2 separate regions of the Pan troglodytes genome follow, and region 1 is linked to region 2. The links are chromatin contacts, called in public capture Hi-C maps. All regions are on one chromosome and are shown on one strand. The core of a region is the stretch at or near the end of the contact, and the rest is flanking DNA. Distances in the headings are between cores, read along the strand shown.

Region 1 (5,618 bases), core at 1,663-4,162, 91 kb before region 2:
ACCGGGTTTGGAGGTGATAACAGGGTCCTGCTGTGGTACTTGATGTGAAAGGATCACTTAGGCAAGTCTGGGGCATAGGAAGAAGATGAAGAAACCCTCAGCTCTCCTCAAGATGTGTCCTTGGAGCTCCCAGCATCCGGAAATTAGGTCAGCTGAAAGGATGGACTTCCAGACACTGCCCAGTCTCTGACACAGGGCAGAGGAGCTAAGACAGGTGGGAGAAGTGCTTGGCAGAGGAGGGAGCCCTGGGTGAGCCCCCATTTTCTGAGAGGGAGCGGCTGGGCCATGGAACCAGAAGCAGTCCAAGGGAGGGGAAGCTGCATGCCAAGGCTATCTTGAGGGCAGGAATGTGGCCAGGGTAGGCAGGGCCAGGTTCATGAGTAGGTACCTGTGAAGTCACACCCAAGCTCCAGCAGGCCCTGAGCTTGGTTTAATGCTCTGCTGTGGCCGTTTTGAAATTCTTAGCAATTTTATCTTTGAACTGTGTTTTGTAAGTAAAGATAATAGGGGCAATGGAGCATGCCGTGAACAGAGTAGATAACATGCAAAATGCACATCCCTGTTCCCCATTCTCAGTGGTTTCCATGCCCATGAGCACGGAATTCCAGTGGACCCACAATGAGTGGGAGTCCAATGACTCTCAAAGCAATCAGAAGGCAAGCGTGTTACTTCTGCGGCTAAGTGGGATGCTGAAAGCCCCAAGAGGCCACACTCCCTCTGCAAACCAGAACTTGCTGCAAACAGAAAGGAGGTGTTCTGAGAAACGTGAACTACCAAGCAACCCTAGCATATCCTTTCCTATCCATGATACTTCTCCGCATTAACCAACCACTTAGCCAAAAACCACGATGGGAGCAAAGGAACAGATAGCGCAACCGTCGTTCCTTTTCCCTTCAGACCTTCCGTACTCATCTATAAGCTGGAGGTAGACAGTGTTAGGAGAGTGTGCATATATCTAGAAGTGGAATAAAAGCAGGGAGTGAGTGTTGTGCAGTATTTCTACGTTCTGATGAGGACAAAATGCATATGTCTATGTGAGCTATGAAATACGTGTATTGGTGGCGGGCGCCTGTAATCCCAGCTACTCGGGAGGCCGAGGCGGGAGAATTGCTAGAACACGGGAGTCGGAGGTTGCATTGAGCAGAGATCTTGCCATTGCACTCCAGCCTGGGCAACAAGAGCGAAACTCCATCTCAAAAAAAAAAAAAAAAGAAATATGCGTATAACTTAGGTGACTCTGCACATGAGTTAAATGCTCTAATGTTTGCATTTAAAACTGACTTTGTAAAATACAGAGTAAAATTTGTACTAATAGTTTGAAATTATGTGTTTTTTATTTTTACTTAGAGTGACATTACATAGCAAACTGAAACCATTATAAGTCAAGAGAGAGACCACTGAGGAAAGGAGAAAACTTTTTATTTTAATATTTTTTTGGTGGCACTTTTCTCCTGCTTTTTGAACAGGGGACTCGTTTTCATTTTGGAACTGGGCCCTGCAAATTATGTTGCCAGCCCCAAGGCATTTTTTTTTAAGTGGAATCTCGCTCCATTACCCAGGCTGGAGTGCAGTGGCACAATTTCGGCTCACTGCAACCTCTGTCTGCCAGGTTCAAGTGATTCTCCTGCCTCAGCCTCCTGAGTAGCTGGGATTACAGGTGCCCACCATCATGCTCAGCTAATTTTTGTATTTTTAGTAGAGATGGGGTATCACCATGTTGGCCAGTCTGGTCTCAAACTGCTAACCTCAAGTGATAAGCCTGCCTCAGCCTCCCAAAGTGCTGAGATTACATGGGTAAGCCACCGCGCCCAGGCTGGGAAAGCATTTCGACTTGCTTTCTTCTTGACCAGGGATTTGAACTCTTCTGTAATCTTGCTGTATCTCTGATTCTGGTAGCAAATTGTCCCATGGTTTAGAGCTAGGCTTGAGCCAGGCTGCCTTGATTCAAGTCCCAGCTCAGCTTTTGCTGGCTGTGTGATCTCAGGCAAGTTACTTGACCTCTCTGGCCTCTATTTTGCCATCTCTTGAATGGGGATTTTGGTAACAGTACCTACCTCCAAGGGTTGTTGAGAAGGCTGGATGAGTGAATACCTGCAAAGTGTTTGCACAGCCCTTGAGATCTCCAAATGGAACTCAGCTGTGTGAGCTATTATCACAGCATTTTCCACAATTCCACTGCCCAGTGGAGGAAGCCCCCAGGTGCCATCTCCTCTTGTATCTTGGTGCCACCAGGAAATTGGGCCAAACTCAGGCTGAGGAAGGGGCTGTGGGAAATGTGGCCCTGGGCTTCATGTCTGCAGGGGTCCATGCTGCCTCCAGGGCTCTGTGCAAGGCTGTGAAGGCGATAGTGGGTCTGGGGTGGCACTGGGGGACATTGGGGGTCTCTTGGCCTCCATGTCTGAATTCATTTGCCAGGGCTGCCATGACAAAGGACCACAGACTGTGGCTTACACAACAGGAATTTATCTCCTCAGAGTTCTGGAGGCTGGAAGTCCAAGTCAAGTTGCCAGCAGGGTTGGTTTTTCCTAAGGCCTCACTCGGCGTGGAGATGGCTGTCTTCTCCCTGTGTCTTCACGTTCTTCCCTCTGTGTGTGTCTGCATCCAGATCTCCTCTTCTCCTAGGGACACCAGTCCTACTGGATTAGGGACCTCACCCCAGTGACCTCATTTCAACCTTCATTACCTCTTTAAAGGCCCTCCCTCCAAACACAGCACATTCTGAGGTAGTGGGTGGGGGTTAGGACTTCAACACATGAATTTTGAGAAAGACACAATTTGGCCCACAACAATGTCTGTGAATGCTTGGCCATTCCTGGGCCCCTGTGACTGTGTGATTGCACATCTGTGCTTCTGTGTCAGAGTCTGTGTGTCTGTCTGTCTGTCTGAGCGTCTGACCATAAAGAACTCTGTCCTTGTGAATTTTTGGGGCTGAGACTCCTGGGTCTCGGCTGCCTTTGCTTATGAGACCTCAACAGCGTTCTGTGTGGACTTGACCATGTCTGTAAGTTGGCCTGCAATCCAGGATGTTATAGGTCAGGGAGACTGGGACCTGTGCAAACAGGATCTGTCCCTGTCTGGGCCCCTGTGACTGTGGGTCCTATCATGCATCTATCTATGGTCTGAAATCCAGCCATCTCTGGGCATGTGGCTGTAAGGCAGAATTTGAAAGGAGAGGGGAAGGATCATATTAATTTGAGATTTGAAAGGAGACAGAGTGTTTACAAAAGCAGAGGAACAGCGGGTTAAACATCTGTTGACGATGACGGTGAGGACAGCAGCTGAGGCTGGGCCGGCTCCAGTGTGAGCTCTGTGGCATGTTGACATCTTTAAAACTGTCACAAAACCAGATACAGAAGCAAAACAGTGGGACTGAGGGAATCTGCTGATGGGGGCCGGGGCGGGCAGTGCAGGAAGCAGAAGGGTCTGGGAGGGGGACTTCATGAAGAGGCCTCTTTGTCTCGGGACCAGGGAAGCGCACAGCTGACCCCTCCAACACTGACCTCTTTCTCTCTCTCCACCCATTTTCTCTGCAGCTGAAACAAATCTGTGTGCCCCAAGGCCTGGGGCTGTCGGGTGGGCATGGCCCTCCCTGCCAAGACGCCACCCAGACTGTGCTCGGGGCTCTACAGGAAGCTTCTGTGTTCCTCCCTACAAGCCTGCAAGGGGCAGAGGGCAATTATTATTCCCATTTAAGAGTTGAGGAGGCTAGGCACAGTAGCTCACACCTGTAATCCCAGCACTTTGGGAGGCCCAGGTGGGAGGATCATTTGAGCCCAGGTGTTCAAGACCAGCCTGGGCAACATGGCAAAACCCCATCTCTACAAAAACACAAAAATTAGCTGGGCTTGGTGGTGCATACCTATAGTCTCAACTACTTGGGAGGCTGAGGCAGGAGGATTCCTTGAGCCCAGGATGTTGAGGCTGCAGTGAACTATGATTGCACCATTGCACTCCAGCCTGGGAGACAGAGAGAGACCCTGTCTCAAAAAAAAACAAGGGAAACTAAGACCCAAAGAGACTCGATGACTTGGTCAGGCTGTAGCACCTAGGATTTCAGTGAAGTCTAATTGCTCTAGTTGCCCAGGCTGGAGTGCAATGGCATGATCTCAGCTCACCGCAACCTCTGCCTCCGGGGTTCAAGCGATTCTCCTGCCTCAGCCTCCCCAGTAGCTGGGATTTCAGGCGCCAGCCACTACGCCCAGCTAATTTTTGTACTTTTTAGTAGAGACGGGGTTTCACCACGTTGGCCAGGCTGGTCTCGAACTCCTGACCTCAGGTGATCCACCCGCCTCGGCCTCCCAAAGTGCTGGGATTACAGGCATAAGCCACCATGCCCGGACTGTAATTTTTGTCTGTTAACTCACACTAAGCAGGGCCTGTCTTCCCTGGGTCTCCCGTGAGCGCTGGGTTGTGTCTATAGAGCTGTTCCAAGCTTGCCTCCACGGGGATCCAAGATTTTCCTCTGGTCCCAGGTGAGATTGCTTACTAATTTCACAGGGTAAATGCCAGTGGCTCCAGGCTTTATACTGGGGCATGCTCTAGCCCTGGACTCCCATTATTTTTTCCATTCCTGGCCCAAGAGATTGGCAAGACTATTTGCCTCCTTTGCAGACCAGCAGGCAAAACTTTTCCCTACAAGTTTTGATAGGTAGAGCTGCTGTGCTTGTTTATTTGTAAGCATGGTACTTTCTAATTTCCATGATATCAAGGCTTTGGGCCCCATCTATGAGTTTTGACAAGGAGCATTTTCCAACCCAAGCATCCCAAAGGCCCTTGAACTTTTGGCTTTGACCCGTCATTGATTCACAAATCTTTTGTTTAATTTCCAAAGTTTCCTTTTTCTTCTGATCTTTTGTCAGTTCCAACAGATTTTTAGAGTGGATACTAACTAGAAAGGATAGAGCTAGAGAGGTGTCTAGAGTTGTTATTTTAGTTGAATGTTTAACTAAATTGACAATGCCTGATTATCAGTATGCAGGCCAGTTATGGAGTGGCCGGGTCAAATCCCTGCTCCAGGCCTGACTTAGCAGTGCCACTTGGATGCCCCACTCCACGAATGGTCTCAGGCCACTGGCTGCTCATTGGGAGGACAGTGGGAGCCGTGGGCAGAGTTGTTCTGTCCCTCTTCCCCTGTGGCTCCTGGCTGTATGCACATAGCACTGTTCCAGCCCATTGCATTCACAGGGCCCAAGGCTCCCAGCACCCTCCCTCTCCCCAGCAAGCCCCTCAACCTCACATTCTGCTCACTGTCCCAACTCTGAATTTCCTCTTTCTCTGGTCCCTGGGGCTTCCTTTTTCTTGGCTAGGAACTCAACCATGCATTTATATTTTTTGTTTATATTTTATTGAGTATTGTAATGTATATAGAGCAGGAGGGGGGATTTCCCATATTGGCAGTTATGGCCTGAATGTGTCCTCCCCAAATTCACATGTTGAAACTTGATCACCAAGGCGATGATATTAGAAGGTGGGGCCTTTGGGAGGTAATTAGGTCACAAGGGCTCCATCCTGTGACTGGGGTTAATGCCCTTATAAAAGAGGCACCAAGGAGCTGCCGTTCCCTTCTGCCATGTGAGCACACAGCAAAGAGCCACCTATGAAGCAGAGACCCCTCACCG
Region 2 (5,617 bases), core at 2,913-5,412:
CCTCCTGGCTCAGGCCTGTACTCTGCTTTACTCTTGTTCATTTGAGCCCAGAGCCACCTTTGTATCAGCCAGGGCCTTTCCTGATAACCTAGACCCGGTGAGACAGCAGATGAGCCCTCGTGGCATTTGCTTGAAGCATGCAGGGAGCAGGTACCACAGAAATGCAGAGTTTCACCTCGGTGGGTGTTCAGCTCTGGCATCTGAATGCTCTGTGTCAAGATCATGTGGTTAAGAAGGACTCTGTGATCATTCCCTTCCTACACACTCAAAAATCCCATTTTGCAACATGGTTTACACTAATTATGTAAACAGGACTACAGGAGTAGGAAATAGTTAGAATAAACATACTTCAGGCACCTCAGAAGCACCCATTTACATACAAATGGCAGAAACCAGCAATTTAGTAATGAACTTTTAAATCTAATTTCAGTTGCTATGTGTATCTTTAACTACAAACTATCCTGTTGTAAAAAGATTCCATTTTTAACCAATTTAAACAATTTTAAGGAATAGATATGTACCATTATGTACCTTGATAAAACCAAAGGCTTTTTTCCTTTATATCACTTTGGAAATATTGCTATAGTTTTATTTCATCTTGGGGCAACAGTTCTTTTCCAGAGGAAGACAATTCCAGTGTTATTTTTAAGCAAGGAAAGAGAATTCAGTATTCAGAACTCTAAGTCACTTATTCTTAAAAGCGGGCACAGTTCTGCATGTTACTTTGCAAGGGTTTGGGATTGTCAGTTGGGGCAGATAGAAACCTCACATTGCAAACAGCACCTCCAAAGCCTGGCAGCTGGAGGCCACGGCCCAGAGGTGGAGAAATCAGTGCAGCTCATTGGAATCACTCATCTAAGAAGACAGGATTGTGGTTTTACATGGTTCCTGGGGTGTTCTGAGAAGCTTATTAGGGGTTCCCACAGAATAAGTCTTTTTCCATTTTTTGAAGAGATTATATTCCTCTACATCAGGTCCCAAAGACGCAGTTCTGTGGGCAACTGGGAAGTTGGAAACTGAATATGGTGAAAATGATCCCGTCGCTATTCCTAGGAGCGTGGCTGTCTCCTCAGCACTCACGAGTGTGTGGTGTAGTAGGGGGCGGGGCTGTGGTGACTGCGAGGGAGGTCACAGGAGAGCTTATGCGGCGTCTGGGAGGCCCCTTGGTGTCCACTCCTAGTTGTGTGGTTCATGGGGCCTCGAGTTTTGTAGTTTGAAGATGACTCCCAAACTGACCCTGAGAATGAGTCCAACGGCAGGTGACACCCAGCTGCAAGAGGCTGTATCCTGAGATTGGAGTGTGTTATAGAGTAGGGGGCTAATTCTTCTCATGGTTAAAAACCAGCATCTCCCTGTCTGTCTCTCCTAACTGCACAAAGGACTTGATGTGGATTATCACGTCACACTCTACAAGGAAATGGCAAAACAAAAAGAAGTTTGGAGAAGCAAGGAAAGTACCAGTTGGAGTAGGAAGGCAAGCTTGGGAAGGGTGATGCAGGCGGCCTTGTCCCGAAGGCCTGCCTAGATGGAACGGGTCACCCTCGTGTGAACTATGACACCCAGAGCACAAAGGAGACGGTGGAACCCATTTCATGTGGAGGGCAAGAATTGATTCCCTGGTGTTTGAGGCCATGACTCTTTTAAATGAATTGGTTTGCTTTGTCACTCAGGTAAATGTTTGTGCTAACCAGAGCCATGAAGATTTCTCTTTTTTCCTAAAGGGAACTGAACAGCATGGGGATCTGGTATCGAATGGGCAGAGTACCAAGAAATCATGACTCATCTCAACCCACAACGCCTTCCCAGTCATCAGCTGCCTCCACCCCAGCCCCCAACCTTCCCAGGTGAGGCCTTGTCGGGGTGTCTTGCGTTGTCCCGTGGTCTTGGGTCCCTGCACATTTTAGAACACCACCACTTAGTGTCTGCTGAAATAGTGCAAAGTACAGCTGAATAATTATAGAAGCAATATATCTTTAGAGGAGATTTTTAAAAATCCACTTGGAAATCTTTGCATTACATGAATGCAAAGGCCATTCTATAGTCTATTTTGTGCATGTTCTGCAGGCTTCTAAAATTGCAGATTATGCAACTTAAAATTGGCTCCCTATTCAAAAGAGCTGCTAGCTACACACAGACACGTGCTGTGTAGCCATGGGGTTGGGATCACTGGCCTTAAGGTCAAATTCCTTCTCTGTCTTGGCCAGCAACTCATTTGAAACCCAGGAGGGTAGGTGAGTTCTTATATTCTTCATTTTCATATAATTTCTTTTTCCAATGAGCTATAAAGTAAGAAATGGGTAGTTTGAGTATGAGAGAATAGTGAGGAGTTTTTCAGGAAATGCTAGTTTTAACAATTGTCTCCGCAAAGAAACTTGGGTGAGCCAACTGTTTGCTCTGCAACTGATTTCAGTCATAACAGAAGTAGTAACAGTCTCTACACTTTCTGCAAAAAGAATCCTGTCAAATAAAAATCCTGTGCATCACTAGGAGTAAACTAAGGGCAAGGAACAAACAGCACTGATGGATTAAGCTTGAGAAAGGGATTGCAAAAGTAAATAAAACAAGAACGGTGAGGCAGCAACACTTAGGGATTGACATAACGTAAATGAGAATGGATCTCCAAGCTTCCACGTGGGTGAATAGAGATGAACAAAATCTGTCAGGAACCGGACAGAAGAGTCACCAGTAGGTCTTCCTGGGCCCTCCACAATACAGCCTGCCCTCCGGGACATACCACCAGCTCTCTGTACTCTGTTCCTCTGTGCCAAGCCTCCGTCTCACTTGGAAGAATGTGCTGTAATGAGGCTCCAAAGCCCTGAGGACTCTGTCCTCTGGGACATCCCCCTATAAAGACAATCTGGTCTTTCTCATGACAGTTTCACACACCAAGAGTGGTATTTAAACTTAACTACCCCTGGAATTGCCTGAAACTTTAGAAGTAGTTTTCAGTTTCATTTGGCATAAAAAGATAGGAATCTCTAATAAGCCTCCCAGAGTTGCAGGGTGAACAGTTGAGTCTCTATTGGGTTCAGGAGTGTGAGGTTCGCACTGCCCATCAGCACTTGTTCCTCATTTCTGAGCCAGAGCGCTGTCAGCTCCGCCCTGGAGGGCACTGCTGAGGGTCACTGTCTCCTGTGCTCAAGGCTATATCAGGTGTGTCACCTGTGCTGGCGAGTCAGCTAAGTCCATCACCTGTGTGTCGGGGTCCTCCATCACCTGTGCTGAGGTCCATCACTTGTACTTGGAGCAGCTCAAGTGTGGGCTCCTTGCAGAGGCTGGAAAGCCCCCACAGGAGCAGTTGCCCTGAAGTTGTTACAGCTGCTCCCTGCTGACATCATGTGGTCTAGAAGGGCCCAGAAATGGGCACCACCTCAGGCAGGTTTTGACTTTCTGTGGTTAAAGAAAGAATACCAGTTCTCTCAGATAAAGCAGAGAGAGCTCTCAGAAGCCTGCTGGTGACTGTGAGAGCAAAGTCACTTGCACCTGAAGCAAGACGGCTGAGAACACCGAGCCACCGGCAGCCTGGTGGGTTTGGAGGGTAGTGCGTCAGAACCAGGTGTTTATAAGGCTTATGTATTTTATCACCTCTGCTGTACAGTTTATGGTTTACAATGGCTGCAAGGAAATCGGATCAGTTTTGTTTTACTTGCCAAATAAAACAAATGTCAAAATAGTCAATATAAAATGTATTCTAATTTGGCTGAGTTAAGTCAGCCAGTATGCAACAGGATAATTGAATGTTCATTAATGCTTCCAAGTAAAAGCCATTTGTCTGTCCCAAGTTCTCCTGTGCGGTAATTTACAGGTAGGATGCACACCTATGTAAGCCTCATCCATCCAGGTTTTTTGGTTTTTGTGGGATTTTTTTGTGTGTTGTTTTCCTATCCAGTATCTTTGATTTATTTTAAAATGAAATGTTGATTATTCATTCAAATTTTCCATTGAAGACCTAGGAAAGGATGAGTATGCTGTTTTATTCCTTGAGGCTTCAGGTCTCTACACTCTCCAGAGGAGGAATCTGATCACCTCCCCTCTGGTGGGGAGCAGTGGCTGGGGCTCGTGCTCCGAGTGCTGGGGGTCTACCAGGAGCCTATAGGGCAAGGCAGGCCCCTCAGTGGGGCCTGCAGGGCTGCACACCAGCTCCGGGATTTCCTGTCTTCCCTTTCCCAGCCAGAGCCCCAGACATTAAGCTGCGCTGGCAGCCTCCTCCTCCCCTGGCTTCTGCGCCTTTGCTCCCGGTGCTCCCTGCACATGAGGTGTGTTTGACAGGTCTCAGCGCAGAGGACTTCTCTCCCGGGAAGCCCTCCCAGAGGCTCCTGGGCTGGGCCTGTGCAGGGTCTTCTTCTCTGAGCGCTTCCGGGGCATCTCGAGCCCGTGTGGTGGTGAGGGCATGTGGTGAGCCTCCGAGGAGCTCCCCAGCGCCTACCTGAATCCAGGCACGAATTCAGTTTCACCATAAATGCGTCCCTGGCAACCCCTCCAGACTACTCCCTGGTCCCTGAGCACTGCGTGGGTCTTTTCCTATGGCGAGAGTAATCCAGGCTTGTAGAAAATTGGCAGAATGTAGAAAGTATGAAAAAACAGGAATTCCATTTCCCACGAGCAAATGCTTATAACCTTTTGTTATATTTCCCTCAAGTCTTTTTCTTGTGTACTTTTTACATAGGTGATATCATATCGTGTAATAGCAAGTCTGCATCTTGCTACTGTTTTCTCAGGTAGCCTTAACCATAAACCTGAGAACCACGTCCAGTGCAGTCTTTGTGTGGTGTGGATCGGGCCGCTGGGAGCGCGGTGACGCAGCGCCCTCTACTGCCCAGCCGTGGCGGTGGCGGGGAATGCGGTTCTGAGCCGGAGCTAGTGGCAGGCTCTTTCGCCGCAGAGCCCTGGCCCAGGCCAGCCAGGAGGACCTAGGAAGGGGTGGGTCACAGATCTTGCTGCCTTCTTGAGTCTGTATTCTTCTCCAAAGCCAAAACCATGTGCTCCGCCTCCATTTCTTGTGTCATCACTCAGATTTCAAAGAATTTCCTGCCATTTTTTGGAATGCCGTTCATTCCCAGCTTTACTTCAGACAAAGGTGGATCTTTGCACCGTCTGTAGGCCATCACCTGAGGACCTCGTGGTTCTAGCAGCACTGCCTTCTCTGTCCAAAAGCAGGAACTGCCTCTAGAAGCAGGAGCTTCCCGCAGAAGCTCCGTTATTGCAGAAAATGCTGTGGTGTCACCGGCTTTGGAGTTGTCCTTTTGGAGCGGGCAGGTCCCCAGGGAGAGGGATGCTCCTGGGCTGTATCCATTGAGTTGGTGGCTAAGGTGGTAGAAGGTAGCTTGGCAGAGCTCCTCTCCCTCATACAGTGATGCTTCATCTCACATACAGACATCGCCACACACATCTCTTGACTGTCTTCTAGTGAAGAAGGGCAGCCACTTCTTCTGGGACCCAGAGCCTCTCCATATCTCTGGCCGCAGGTGCTCCATCCCCTGCCTGCCTATGTCATGTACGTCGATCAACAGGAGAGAGCTGGCCTGGGGATGGAGGCACAGTCCCATCTCTGTGGCCCTCTTTGAGGCTGGGCCCAGCTTTGTGAGTCAGCCTCGGGCATGCGATCAGATGGTGGGGT

What was found. Capture Hi-C pulls out chosen DNA fragments and counts their contacts.
Region 1: a capture Hi-C map of stem cell-derived neural stem cells shows a contact between it and region 2, with 3 times the contacts expected there. The contact joins two enhancer-like sites. A contact is called at or near these places in 4 of 7 Hi-C or Micro-C datasets (blood, induced pluripotent stem cells and stem cell-derived neural progenitor cells) and 1 of 1 other capture datasets (stem cell-derived neural stem cells).

The regions. Positions count from the first base shown.
Region 1 is chr11:12,148,200-12,153,817 of NHGRI_mPanTro3-v2.0_pri, reverse strand. No RefSeq gene overlaps it. Among named protein-coding and RNA genes, the nearest start is that of MVB12B, 20 kb to the right of the region's middle. Within about 2 kb of position 2,912, at least 7 of the 24 cell types and tissues checked have an H3K27ac peak or open chromatin away from gene starts, as enhancers often do. A contact at or near this core is called in stem cell-derived neural stem cells, where this site is marked.
Region 2 is chr11:12,058,751-12,064,367 of NHGRI_mPanTro3-v2.0_pri, reverse strand. MVB12B (multivesicular body subunit 12B) reads left to right here. Exons shown (of 10, transcript XM_024345885.3): 6 at 1,722-1,844. Among named protein-coding and RNA genes, the nearest start is that of MVB12B, 70 kb to the left of the region's middle. Within about 2 kb of position 4,162, at least 3 of the 24 cell types and tissues checked have an H3K27ac peak or open chromatin away from gene starts, as enhancers often do. A contact at or near this core is called in stem cell-derived neural stem cells, where this site is marked.